Regions from separate parts of the Zea mays genome. Here region 2 is linked to region 1. The links are chromatin contacts, called in public Hi-C maps. All regions are on one chromosome and are shown on one strand. Each heading gives the region's core, a stretch centred on a gene start, on an enhancer-like site or on the middle of the called end of the contact. The rest is flanking DNA. Distances are from core to core; before and after follow the strand shown. Region 1 holds the start of LOC100193487 (protein SYS1 homolog). Region 2 holds the start of LOC100274121 (GDSL esterase/lipase).

Region 1 (6,951 bases), core at 341-2,840:
AACCAGCACATTGAAGACACAAAGAGCTACACCAAACATCCATACATTCATTGCAACATCTCCCAAGATTTCAAAGCTACACAAGCATCGCATTCGATCGATTTGAGTTAGAGAGACTTAACGCCTTGTGTTCTTGAGTTGTTGCGAGTATAGATGGCCAATAAGCACGAGACCCGCGAGCCCGGCACGACCCGGTTCTATGCGGCCCCAGGCCGACCCGGCACGAATAAGTGGGTTGGGCACGGACAGGAAACTAGGAATGGTGGGCTGCACGACCCGTTTACCTCTAAGCCCGTTAAGCCCGCTTTTTGCACTAAAACGTGCTTACCGGCCCACTTAGCCCGCTTTTCCGTGCTAAACGGGCCAAGGCCCGATGCGGGCCGGGCTCGGACAGAAAATCGAGCCCGTGGGCTTAGACGGACCGGCTCGGTTTTCTAACCGTGCCTGGCGGGCCGGGCCCAAAATAGGCCAGGCTTCACCGGGCATGGGTCGAGCCGGGCTGGGCGACCCGTTTGGCCATCTCTAGTTGCGAGTTCTTGTGCTCTTGTTCTTGAGTTTCATTCTCACTCTTAACCTCATTCTCACATTTGTAAAGCTAGCAAGAGACGCCAAATTGTGTGTGATCCTTGCGGGACTAAGTGTCCTTCGAGATTGAGAAGAAAGCTCAATCGGTGTAAGTGACTATTTGAGAGAGGAAAAGGGTTGAAAGAGACATGTTCTTAGTAGACTCCTCAATGGGGACATATGTTCTTCAGAGCCGAACCTCGGGAAACAAATCGCCATGTTCTTTGTGCTTGATCTTCATTTCCGATTTGCTTATTCCTCTCCGCTCTCTCTCTCGTTCTCTGGCTTGTGTTTAATCATATATCAAATTGAGTTACTCCCAAGTAATTGCGCATTCATTTGAGCAATTCTAAGCAAGAAGAACACTTTTCCCTTGCTCCAATTATTCTTATTTTCATTCTAACGCTAATCAGAGGCAGACATTTGTGTTTTAAGTTGTAAATTTCACGTTTCCTCTATTCACCCCTCGCACATATATTTTGTGCGATTAATTTTTCAAAAAACTAGGAGTTGATATAGAGTTACCGGAGAGGAATTTTATTGTCATGCAAAAAAATCAAGATTAACAATGCGATTTGAAAACTCTTGGAAAATATACAGATAGAGTTCTCTATTTATTTTATTTATTAATTAACATAATCATCGTTTTACCAAAATGATTTTAAGAAGTTTATGCTCCTATCCTAAGTTTTACTCATGTTTCTTTTTGCCAATGAATACCAATGTCTCCTTAAAAATAAAAATAGTTTCAACTTTGCGAAATGAGTGAAACTTACAGAATTACAGAAACACCCGGGAATATTATTGTTCCGGCACACGGCTGGGCTGGAGCAATCACAAGCATAATATATATGGATGGGAGATTTGATATTTGGAACCTAATTTGTACGTTTTTCAAGATTTATTTATTATAATAATATATAGAGTTACTATACGTCATTGACATATGGATGAGAACCTGAAAAATAAGAATTGCATACCAAATCTTAAAATTTGTCTCCTTTCCCACAAGTCCCCGAGAGCAGCCGCGAAGAGAGATCCCGCGCTCAACCACCGATTCTCGGCCGCGGCCTCCCTCGGCCCCTCCTTGATCCCTTCCTCCTTCCCTTGGTGGCCGCCGGGGACGGGGAGCGAAGAAGCGTCCCTTCCTTCCCTCCGTTGGTCGCCGGGGAGGAGGAGTGAAGAAACCTCCCTTCCTCTTCCCCTCCGGTGGTCGCCGAGGACGGGGAGCGAAGAAGCCTGTTTTCCTCCTTCCGTCCGGTGGTCGCCAGGGACGAGGAGCGAAGATGTTCTATGGGGCCATGGTGTGGGATCCGTGGCTGATCGTGTCGCAGATCGTGTGCCTGCAGTGCCTCTACTACTTGTCGCTGGGCGTCGCCATGGCGCTCCTCGTCGGCACCCGCGTCCCGCGACTCACCCTCCTCTACCTCTTCGACTTCTCCACGCTCACCCCGCGCACCCCCACAGGTTGGTGCGCCATCGCATCATTCCTCCTCGCCGCCGTCACTGGGTACGCCACAGCTCCCTAACCCCACTCTCATCCACTTGGTTCGTTCGAAACTGGAATGGATTCTTCTGGAAGTAGTCAAAACGCGAAATATGCCTGTCGCACGCGTGCGCGCTGTGGCTTATCGCTTCCGAGTGCAAGAACTACTCTTGTCAATGGAAAGTTAAACGGGCTGTGTTGCCAGGTGATCAGATCTGTACGTTTAGGGCAGCCACATTGTGAATTGCAAATTTCAGTTTCAAGATCATTATAAATTGATATTTCTTTAAGCACTAGTTAAGTGCAAGAGCTCAGCCGTATCCTTGGAGTAATTGGTATTGAGATATGTAGAAAGTAGTGTGTATAAAGGTTTTGGTGTTATTGTCATGAGCCTATTCATGTTGTCATCCATTGTTTAGTAGCTCCTACTATATGTATTATGAAATACTCATAGGTGTTCTAGTGTGCTTGAGAGTAACAGATACCGTAGTCTTGTGGATTGCCTATTCTTGAGCCATACACCATTACATGCTTATATAAAAAATAAATGGCACCAACATATTGCACATTTGTTAAATACTTTTCTGATGAATGTGAATAAGCAGACCGTCTGCAAAAACATGCTCCCCTGCATTCATTCTTTTCTGACAGGATAGTGGCAGTAGATACAACGGACAAGGTAAAGAGGAAAACACATTTTTTTGCTGTCTAATTAGACAGTACCAACCTTTGCAATTCACTATTTTTCTTAATATCTGGTGTCCAATGTATCTATTTTGAATTAAAGCATCTTGAGCAAGTACCAAAACAGCAGAATACAAATTGTTCTTTTCTGGTAATAAGTATTTTTAGAGTCTAGCTACTCGGATTAGCCCATTTTTTAGACACTATCTTTCTTCTGGATAATTTTGTAAGCTGAAGCAACAATATGAAGGATAAAATAATGATTTTGATCTCATTTTTAGCTTTGACAGTTTGGTGTTATTTATTGCTTTTCAAGTTTTGTAGCTCTTCTTTGTTTTGGTGAGAAATGATTTATCGCTAATGTTGCTTCCATGCTTTGCTTGAGCAGAGCTGGGTTCATGCTTTATGTGATTGAGCGAGCCAAAAAGTGCCTGGACTTTGCAGCAACACTCTACATAATCCATCTCTTCATTTGCATTGTTTATGGTGGATGGCCAGCTTCAGTTACATGGTGGGTTCTTAATATAACTGGTTTGGCAACCATGGCTCTCCTGGGTGAATACCTATGCATCCGGCGGGAGTTGAAAGAAATTCCAATATCACGGCTTCGTGCAAGTAAGTATTTCATTCATATTAAAAACCTTTTTATTTCCTTTGGATTCTTTGTTTGTACATGTAGACTCCATTCCAATGTATTTGCATACCTAGTTAGCCTCACTTATTTTTCAGTGTGCAAGAGTCTGGTTCAGGAAGAATTTTACATTGAATTGAAAGTTAACATATGCTTACAATGAACTCTGAAGCAATGAACATGTTACATTTTTAATAAGGTTACATTCCACCATTTTTCTAGAAAAATTAATTTTGCAACTTAACTGTGTTCAAATACTTTATCTGGCCACTAAAAGACCTCACACTGTACTAGTGTAGTGGTGGGACATATTGTGTCAATAATTCAATATAATATAATGTGAACATTCTGAAGAGATTTCTGGCCTGGTAATTTCACTGATAGACCTATAGAGAAGGGAGTGCGAATGTTCAAGTAGAGAGAGATATAACAAGTGTATGCTCACTGCTCAGACATGCTCAACTAGGGTTGTTTATTTGGCTAATGGCTTTACATTTGATGTGCCATATAGTTTGTTGCGCTAATGTGAAATGTATGCCAAGTTGCCAGTGGCATCAACAAGTCAGTACTCAGTACTGACAATTTGTCTCCTGATCCTCGTCACCTGTATGGGGGTAGTTTAGTTTGAAGCGATGACATGATACAGGACCTGGTTTTCTTGTTTGGATCAACTTATTTAAGTACTGGCTGCAGTATAATGATATCCCTGCTATGGCATTTAAGATGTTGCTTCTTTCTTTCTTATTTTATGACGAACGAAGTAATCTTCATCAAACCATAGATGTGCTGAAGCTTAAGTTTAACTGACATTTTCATTGATATTTTTTAATTACAATTGTGTTGGTGTTCACCAGAGTGGTTCTCCTGAAAGTTCTGACTAGCTGTACTTTGAGGAAAAAACAGTAGTTCCTGGCCATTCGCTGAGTTAGGGTTCCTCCCCTGAGTGATCCTCCTGAAAAGGAAAATGCTCCGGATACAATCATTTGAGTATAACTCAAATTCTTTTCTCGAACATGCAGGAGAGCTGCATATCATTCATAATAAGAACAAAAAAGGTGTATGAGAAACAATAAAACAACATAGACAACACCACAGCACAACCTGACACACATAGCCACAACAAGCCCACACACACACTCACTATTAGACACACACAGCCACAATATGTCCACACACTCTCAAATAAGGGACGGACAACCAAGGAGCCAACAATTAGGCAACACCACTATCTGTTCAGTCAGCAAGGTGCTGCCCCTAGTACCCACTACACCCCATAACCTTACTTCTTGGAAGACTGAAGCAGGATAACCTGCAGATTAGGCAAAGCACCGATGATGCCCCTAGCACCCACTACACCCCATAACCTTCGCTAGGATATCCTGCAGATTAGGCGAAGCACCATCAAAGACACACCACCGATTCCAATGGGTCCAAAGCGACCAGGCTCCAAAAAGAATTAAGGAATTAAGCGCCTGCCTATCCTGAACAGCAGCAATCTCACTAGATCAAGGGAAGGCCCAGCCAGGTGGGGAGCAACTGAGCAAGGTTCTGCAGTCCAAATTTCTGGAAGAGTTCAAACCAGAAAGCCCTAGAGAAGACACAAGAAACCAGTAGGTGACTGATGGTTTCCTCTTCCTGATCACACAACAAACATTTCTTGTGATGCAAGACCCATCCGAGTAAAACGATCTGTAGTCCAGCACTTTCTGTGCATGACCAACCACATGAAAAAACGGCATTTGTTAGGAGCCCAGGTTCTCCAAATACACTCCCATGGACTAAATTAAATGGTGCCTTGAAAGAGACCATCATAGCTGGTTTTGCAGTGTAAACACCGGAAGCAGTGAATTGCCGTATGTGTTTGTTTTCTGACCGAGGCTGTAAAACGACTTGAGGAAGAATGTCCCAAAGATTTAAGAATTTCGCGAGAACCCCCAGCAGGAAGTGCACCTTGCAGGTCACCAGTCCAAGTATTATTAGTAAGATTCTGTAATACTCTACACTCATTGGCTCTTCTTTTGGGCACCAAAGTAAAGAGCAGTGGAGCAAGGTCCTCAATTTTCTGCCCATGAATCCATCTATCTGTCCATAAAAGAGTACGGGCGCCATTGCCAACCTCAGTGCAGACTGCTATAGAGAAATAGCTGACACAGGAATGAACTTGAACCTGGAAAGAGCAGGGTCGGTCAGGTTATGTTTTCTTTAACTAGAGCTAGCGCATTCACAATGGCCATCCTATTCATTGCAGGTCGGAGATGCCAAGGTCCCCAAGGTCAATTGGGTGACAAGTTTTAACCCAAGTCAGAAGGCAATGACCACCAGGGTTTTCAAATCGTCCGATTTATCGCGATTAATCGGTCTGGTCGGTCAAACGTAGCCGATTACGGTCACCAACCCGATTAGGTGGCCTAATCATCCAGATGTCCGATTTATCGTCCCTTAATCGCGATTAGGTGGCCTAAATTTAGAAAGCAAATGCTGCCATGCATCATTACTGACTCGTCATTTTCTGGATCTGAAACAGTATATGTATATAAAATAAATTTGATATTTGGTATGGTTGAGTGCCCACGTGTTTCCTTGCTAATTATCATAGTAAAAACATCACTGAAACGCCATGTTATCTCCGTTTCAACCCAGTTGTTCATCAGGGAAATCAATAATATTAGAGTTCTTATCTACCCCTGCTATAATAATACCAGCATGGTTAATGGTTGAAAAATGTCATCTGTTAGAATAAATGTATCTTTTAGATTGGTCAACTATTTTGAATTCGAACAAGCATTAAATATTGCTGGATTCTCGAAATTTGAATTTGGTTCTAGTACAACATGTTGGTGCTTTCCTTCTTCCATGATTCTTTTTTTTTCATACTGACTTTTGACCTTACTTTCCATCTGCTGATTGGTTTGTTTCTTCTGTTCAGGTGTTTAAGCTCACATGCTAAAAGATTATAGGTGATTTCAAATGGTGTTATCCCAGGAGGTGCTTGTTAATATGTTCCTTAAGGAATACAGTGACTCACAATGAATGCTTTATTCTGTGATTTCCAATGGATACTTCTCAAACTTCGCATAGAGCGTTCATCTGATGCCCAACCTCCCAGTTGACCATGATGAACTGATTGATCTTAGAGGTTCCACCAACGGAAATGGCAGCTCACTTTCTAAATCATACATTCAACAAGTCCTCCCTTGCCCCTTATTATAAAAAAGAGTTCCTGGCCTGCCTCTCATGAAAGAAAACTTCCTCCCTTGCCTATGTTCTAGCTACAGTTTGCTGCTTGATAATGTACGACTAGATACCAACATGTGCATTCTTCAGTAATATATTGTTCTTAATACATGCAGGCACCCATGGATCTCTTGTCTGTATCTTGCAAATGATATTTGCAGTGTTATATGCTAATTCTGTAATTCATGCTAGGAGAGTTGTGATCCACCCCTCCTTTTGGGGGACGATATGCACAGCTGTGCTCGTGAAAATAAAACGAAATGGCAATGACCACGTTTAGCCCAAAGAAAAAGAGAAGCTCGAAGGTTAGGTTACTGGTAAAAGTGGGTGTTTTTATTTGTCCATAATTTCT
Region 2 (6,034 bases), core at 611-3,110, 140 kb after region 1:
CGGGTAACAACCTACTGCTACTTTATTGGCTAGATATGCTTGCTTAGGAATAGATGAAGGTTGTTACTCAAGTATATCTGTTGTATAGCCTTGCGCACCGGGCGCCTATATAAACACGCACGCGGCCCCTAACAGGGTAAGACGCTTCACCTGCCCTCTGAATATTTACAGTACCTTTTTTAAAATATAACAGGAATGCTGAAATTATAAAAGTGACAAAATTTCTGTTAAGCAAAAGTAGTGACATAATTATTTCAGATAATTTTGTCACTTCTGTTATACGTGTGATGCACGTATTTTTTATAAATATAAAATACTTATAATTTCAGCATTTCTGTTACATTTTAGTAAAATTGTGGTCTCAATTTACCGCACAGTTGTTTTCTTCAACTTATATATAATTGAATGTTGAGATGCACTTGCTCATCTCTGACAACTTATGCATTATGTAAGCTCTTCACCCTTCCTCGAGAAGAATTTCTCATTGACGATTTCACCAACCACCTGAAACGGAAACTGCCACCTCCGGTGATCAGGCTTCACTACATGCACGTTTTAACTTATGGTCTTAGAATGTCTTTAATTATCATTGGTTCATTACTCACGGTACTACTGAAATATTACTCAGAAACATGTTTTAACTTATGGTCTTAGAATGACTTGAATTACCATTGGTTCATTACTCATGGTACTACTGAAATATTACTCAGAAAATTCAATAGTATTTTGAAATGTGTTCCTTTATTTTCATCATCCCGTCCAATATACCGTGCCATACCTGATACTTTGCACGTAAAATAAACCAATGTATATCATGTATACGAAGTTCCTTTTTGTCTCATTGAACCATAATCACAATGTTTCAGCCATAATCTAGAAAAAATGATTTCCTTTTTTGTCTCATTGAACCATAATCACAATGTTTCAGCCATAATCTAGAAAAAATGTTTTCCTTTTTTGTCTCATTGAACCATAATCACAATGTTTCAGCCATAATCTAGAAAAAATCTTTTCCTTTTTTTGTTTCATTGATCCATAATCACAATGTTTCAGCCATAATCTAGGAAAAAAGTTTTCGTGGGTTAGACTTAAGACTACGAAATGAACTTTTACTTAATATAAAGTCATAATGATTGAAATTTAATAGTGATAACACTTTAAATCTGCAACCAGTACAAAATAAACTTTTTACTTAATATAAAGTCATGGTTGAATTAAGCAATTCTGAAGTTGTATCATATATAGCAACCAGATTTGTCTGCTCCAGAACAAGCTACTATTCTATCTTTTGTATATACATATATAACCTACAATATATATATAAATAGTTTGCTAAATTATCATTTATATTATGAAATGTGTATGTACAACCTCAAACCAACGTAATATTGTTATGACTTATATTACTGTTCTTTCTCACACGCGCAAAGCGCGCGCCATTTACTAATATATAATATAAGATATAAGCCAGAGCACGTTTACGCCTGTCTCCCGCGGCTATTGTAATATCATTAAATTTCGTATACGCACAGCCTGATGCCGTGACTCCGCTTATTTTAAACAACGTACTACGGTGACGTAAGGTTGACGTAGGATTTATGTATGTCCATAGAAATTGTCAGATCCATGCGTTGATTATCGCTGTTGTATCGCTTTCAGGCAATCGAAAAAAATCTACTGATTGCGTCATTGGGTGCGTGCTTTACTGCCACAGGACTAGTACACGTCTACACCTACCCCTTTGGTCATATTGACTGGATCGACTGACACGTCACTAGTTTCTGTTCCCTTTTTCGAGGAACGGCACGAGCCACAGCAAATAGTCAGCTGTACTGCACTGCAGTACCAGCAAGCGGTGGGCTAGAGCGTAAGCGTAGAAGCAGGCAGCCAGGCAACGATGGAGATGCGGGTTGTTCTTCTGCTTTGCCAGGTGATATGTATGCAGGCGGCGGTCATCGGCGCCGTCGCCGCCGCCGCCGGCGCTCGGCCACCGGCGATGTACGTGTTCGGGTCGTCGATACTGGACGTGGGCAACAACAACTACCTGCGGGGGCCGGCCGTCGGCAGGGCCAACAGTCCCTACAACGGCGTCGACTTCCCGGGCTCCATCCCCACCGGAAGGTTCAGCAACGGCTACAACATCGCCGACTACGTCGGTGTGGATCTCACTCCCTGCTATGCTAAACTTTATTGATCATGCGCGCGCGCTTGTGTATGTTTATGTCCTGTTGAAAACATGCACTGCTCTGCTTTGATGTCTGCAGCAAAGAGCATGGGATTCGCGTGCAGCCCTCCTCCCTACCTGTCGCTAGCACAGGCACCGGCACCGGCACCGGCACAGAGCTCCGGCCCTGACCTGGCCCAGACGGCTCTCACCATTGGCATCAACTATGCTTCTGGAGGAGCAGGCATCCTTGACTCCACTGTAAGTATTCCACGTATCGCCGGCCGGATCATCATATACATGTGGTGACCGTAAGTTTATACAGAGATTGCAATTTTATACGCGTATGCAGAACGCCGGGAACACGATCCCGTTGTCGGAGGAGGTGAAGTACTTCGGCGCCACCAAGGCCAAGATGGTCGCCGCAGCGGGCCCCAGCGCGGTGAACCCACTGATCTCCAGGTCCATCTTCCTCATCGGCATGGGCAACAACGACCTGTACGTCTTCGGGGCTTCGGAGCGGGCGCGGAACAGGTCAGACGCAGAGCAGCGGAGGGACGCCGCCGCCGCGCTCTACGCCAGCCTCGTCTCCAACTACTCCGCCGCCGTGACGGTAGGTAGTACAGAGATAGCTAGCCCATTATTTTTTTTCCTTCTCCCCATTCATTATTCAGCACTGTAGCGTGTAACAATATATATATATATATATATATATATATATATATATATATATATATATATATATATATATATATATAATATGCAGGAGCTGTACTCGTTGTCGTTGGGCGCCAGGAAGTTCGCCGTCATCAACGTGTGGCCGCTAGGATGCGTGCCGGGGGAGCGCGTGCTCAGCCCGACGGGCGCGTGCTCCGGCGTCCTCAACGACGTCGCCGGCGGCTTCAACGACGCCCTGCGCTCCCTGCTCATCGGCCTCGCCGAGAGGCTGCCGGGCCTCGTCTACGCCCTCGCCGACTCCTTCGGCTTCACGCTGGACGTCCTGGCGGACCCGCGCGCGTCAGGGTACACCGACGTCGCAAGCACGTGCTGCGGCGGCGGGCGGCGGCTGGGCGCGGAGGCCTGGTGCACGCGCAGCTCCACGCTCTGCGTCGACCGTGACCGCCATGTCTTCTGGGACCGTGTCCATCCGTCCCAGCGGACTGCGTTTCTCTTGGCGCAAGCGTTCTACGACGGACCGCCCAAGTACACCACTCCTATCAACTTCATGCAGCTCGCCCACTCAAGCTAGTGATGATATGGTTCATGCATATCTGATACTACTTAACAATACATCGGTCACTTTGTAGAGAAAGGGCGCGCCGCCTGCTACTAGCAGAGAAAGGCAATTATTAGCCGTTAATATAAGGGCCTATGTGTTCACGACCGACATAATCTTGGGTGTCATCCAGCATAGCCACTTTCCACCGAATCGGCCAGACCGGATTTGCAAATGTTATCAAATCTTATAATTTGAGTTCAACATTGTGTTCCCTTTATCATTATGTTGGTCCCTCTTGCCCCTACCACTGCTCCTACAGTGCACATAGACTGCAGTAGGATATGACCTCAGTCTATAGTCATATCAACTTTTCTATTTCAGAATTAACTTATTTCAGAATTAACTAATTCATGCGAATTTATTTCAACGCATATAAATCATATAATATGATTTTTTATTGAATTAAAAATTACAAAGTGCATAATAATTAAAATAAAATTACATGACAATTTAAAGATACATAATAATTAATAGAAAATTACAAAGTGCATTGTAGTAGATCGACGGACTGACTGTAGAATCAACTGTCTTATATGTCGCATCCAAATCGGCATCACGCTTGTCATTGATGATCATATTGTGCTAAATGACACATTCAACTTCTTCACTTGAGTTTGTGTTCGAGAAAGACATGACGTCAAGATGGGTAGAAAAGACGAGTTTGGAAGAGAGAAATGAGATGAAATGGTGTGTGGAATGAGCTTTACCCCGGTAGAGGTATTTATAGAGGGATTGATAATGAAATTTGTGAATTTTTACATTTTTTTTTGAATTTTTTGGACTCTAAACGATAAAAGCGGCTAGTTACAACGACTATCACACGTGGACCAACCAAATCGCGCCATGTGGACCAATCAGCTCGCACCAGCTCGCTCTCGCCTCGACGCACGAGCCTGGCCAATGTCTCGCCTCCCTCTCGCCCGGGCGTGCCCTCCAGCGCGAGCGAGAGGCCGCTCTCGCCGGGTGTGAGCGCCTTCACCCGGCGGTCATTCTCGCCTGCGCTGCAACCAACCTTAGTCTTTTCATCAATAGATAATTGATCTATGGTCTCAGGTGAAAATTTGTTTTAGCGTTAGCTTAGAAACTCAAATCCCGTAAAGAATCTATGAGATTGAGAGAATTGAATATGGTCACAAAAATAAAGAGCTAAAAGAACAAGGGACGGAGGGAGTAACTTTAGTCCCAGTTAACCTCCAACATGCGTATCACCTTGGATTCCCGTTGGTGTTACCAACCAATAGTGACCAAATGGCTTTTTTCTTTTTAATATATTTTCTTGAAATAATCCTTTTATTTTAAATATTTTTCTTGTACATATTCTACGCTATTACTATACGTGTTCTAGTTGGTCTTACTAATTGAGATTAAAGGTCCTTTTCTGTTTCTTTTCTTTTATATTTCCTTTTTATTTTAACTAACTTTTTACATATGTATTCTATGTTACAACCATACATATATATACATAACGTCTATGTGTTGCTACAGAGTGAACATGTTATGAAAAGATATATTGAAATTCAAAAAGATTAGCTAGCTGATGCTTTTTATTTGAAGCTTGCTCGACATGTATAAAGCTTGATAGTATGACATGTTTGGTGTATGATGGACGAGACAAGTCTTATACCACCTTGTTTTACTATCTTTATTGCAAATTTGGGATATACATGCATAGAGGACGAACTCAAGTAAGCTTTATCCAAGTATGATGTCTGGATTCTTCTAGTTTGCTTGTGAAGTGGATCCATTGTAATAGAATTGTGCATCGTTGATCTATATTGTCATGGCACATGTGTGGTGGAATGTCTGTAGCTTTTTCTGATTTTACAGTATACCTAGCTATACCTTTAGGGCTTGTTTGGTTCCTAAGGAATGGTCATCCATAAACATTCCTAGCCAGATTATTTGTCTAATTTATATAGTGTTTGATCAAGTGGAACAATTCCGGGCTGAATTCCGGCTCAAACGAACCAACCCTTATCGATTTAGATAGAATACACTGGAGCCGATGTAAATAGGAAGGCACCTCAGAGGTGGCTTTGGTGGCGGCATAGACAGAATAGTGCAAATAGGAAGGCACCTCAGAGGTGGCACTGGAGCCGATGTTGACAATAGCGTCGCACTTCTTCTCGAGTCTCGACCATGCCTAGCAGCACAGCGTGCGTGACTCGCGTGATGCCATCAACGTTGACCAAGATTAGGTTGCGCATCAGCTCCTCGTCCACCTCGTGGAAGTAGTGCGTGTACGGATAAAACAACCCGTCGTGGCCCTGGATGAAGTCTTGAGCGCCACGACATCGGCCACAAGCCCTTCGAGATCCTTGCCGGAGGCACAGGCAACGAGGAGGAGGCGAAGGGCAAAGGTGAGGGAGGGGACTAACGGGGTTCTGTCACGGCGGTGCAGGAGGCCGAGGAGGCAGGGGCAGGTGCAGGCGAGGGTCGGTGTGGGAGGAGGCGAGGATGGTGGGCATTTGGCGCTGCCGCGGAGGAGGCGAGCAGCGTGGGATGTGCGACGGTGCGTGGAGCGCGGGATGTGCGGAGCTTGCGGCCGACGATGGTGTGGAGGGGGCGTCAATATAGATGGCCAAATGGGT

Evidence for each region. Hi-C and Micro-C count contacts between places; a contact is called where the count stands out from the background.
Region 2: a Hi-C map of leaf shows a contact between it and region 1, with 4 times the contacts expected there. The contact joins the promoter of LOC100274121 here to the promoter of LOC100193487 in region 1. A contact is called at or near these places in 3 of 25 Hi-C or Micro-C datasets (bundle sheath, leaf and tassel).

What each region holds. Positions count from the first base shown.
Region 1 is chr8:144,667,764-144,674,714 of Zm-B73-REFERENCE-NAM-5.0, forward strand. It overlaps LOC100193487 (protein SYS1 homolog), which reads left to right and starts at 1,591. Exons shown (of 3, transcript NM_001309880.1): 1 at 1,591-2,074; 2 at 3,123-3,349; 3 at 6,292-6,707. The coding sequence starts at 1,851. The coding sequence ends at 6,299.
Region 2 is chr8:144,806,827-144,812,860 of Zm-B73-REFERENCE-NAM-5.0, forward strand. It overlaps LOC100274121 (GDSL esterase/lipase), which reads left to right and starts at 1,861. Exons shown (of 4, transcript NM_001148499.1): 1 at 1,861-2,156; 2 at 2,265-2,425; 3 at 2,517-2,777; 4 at 2,931-3,642. The coding sequence starts at 1,898. The coding sequence ends at 3,413.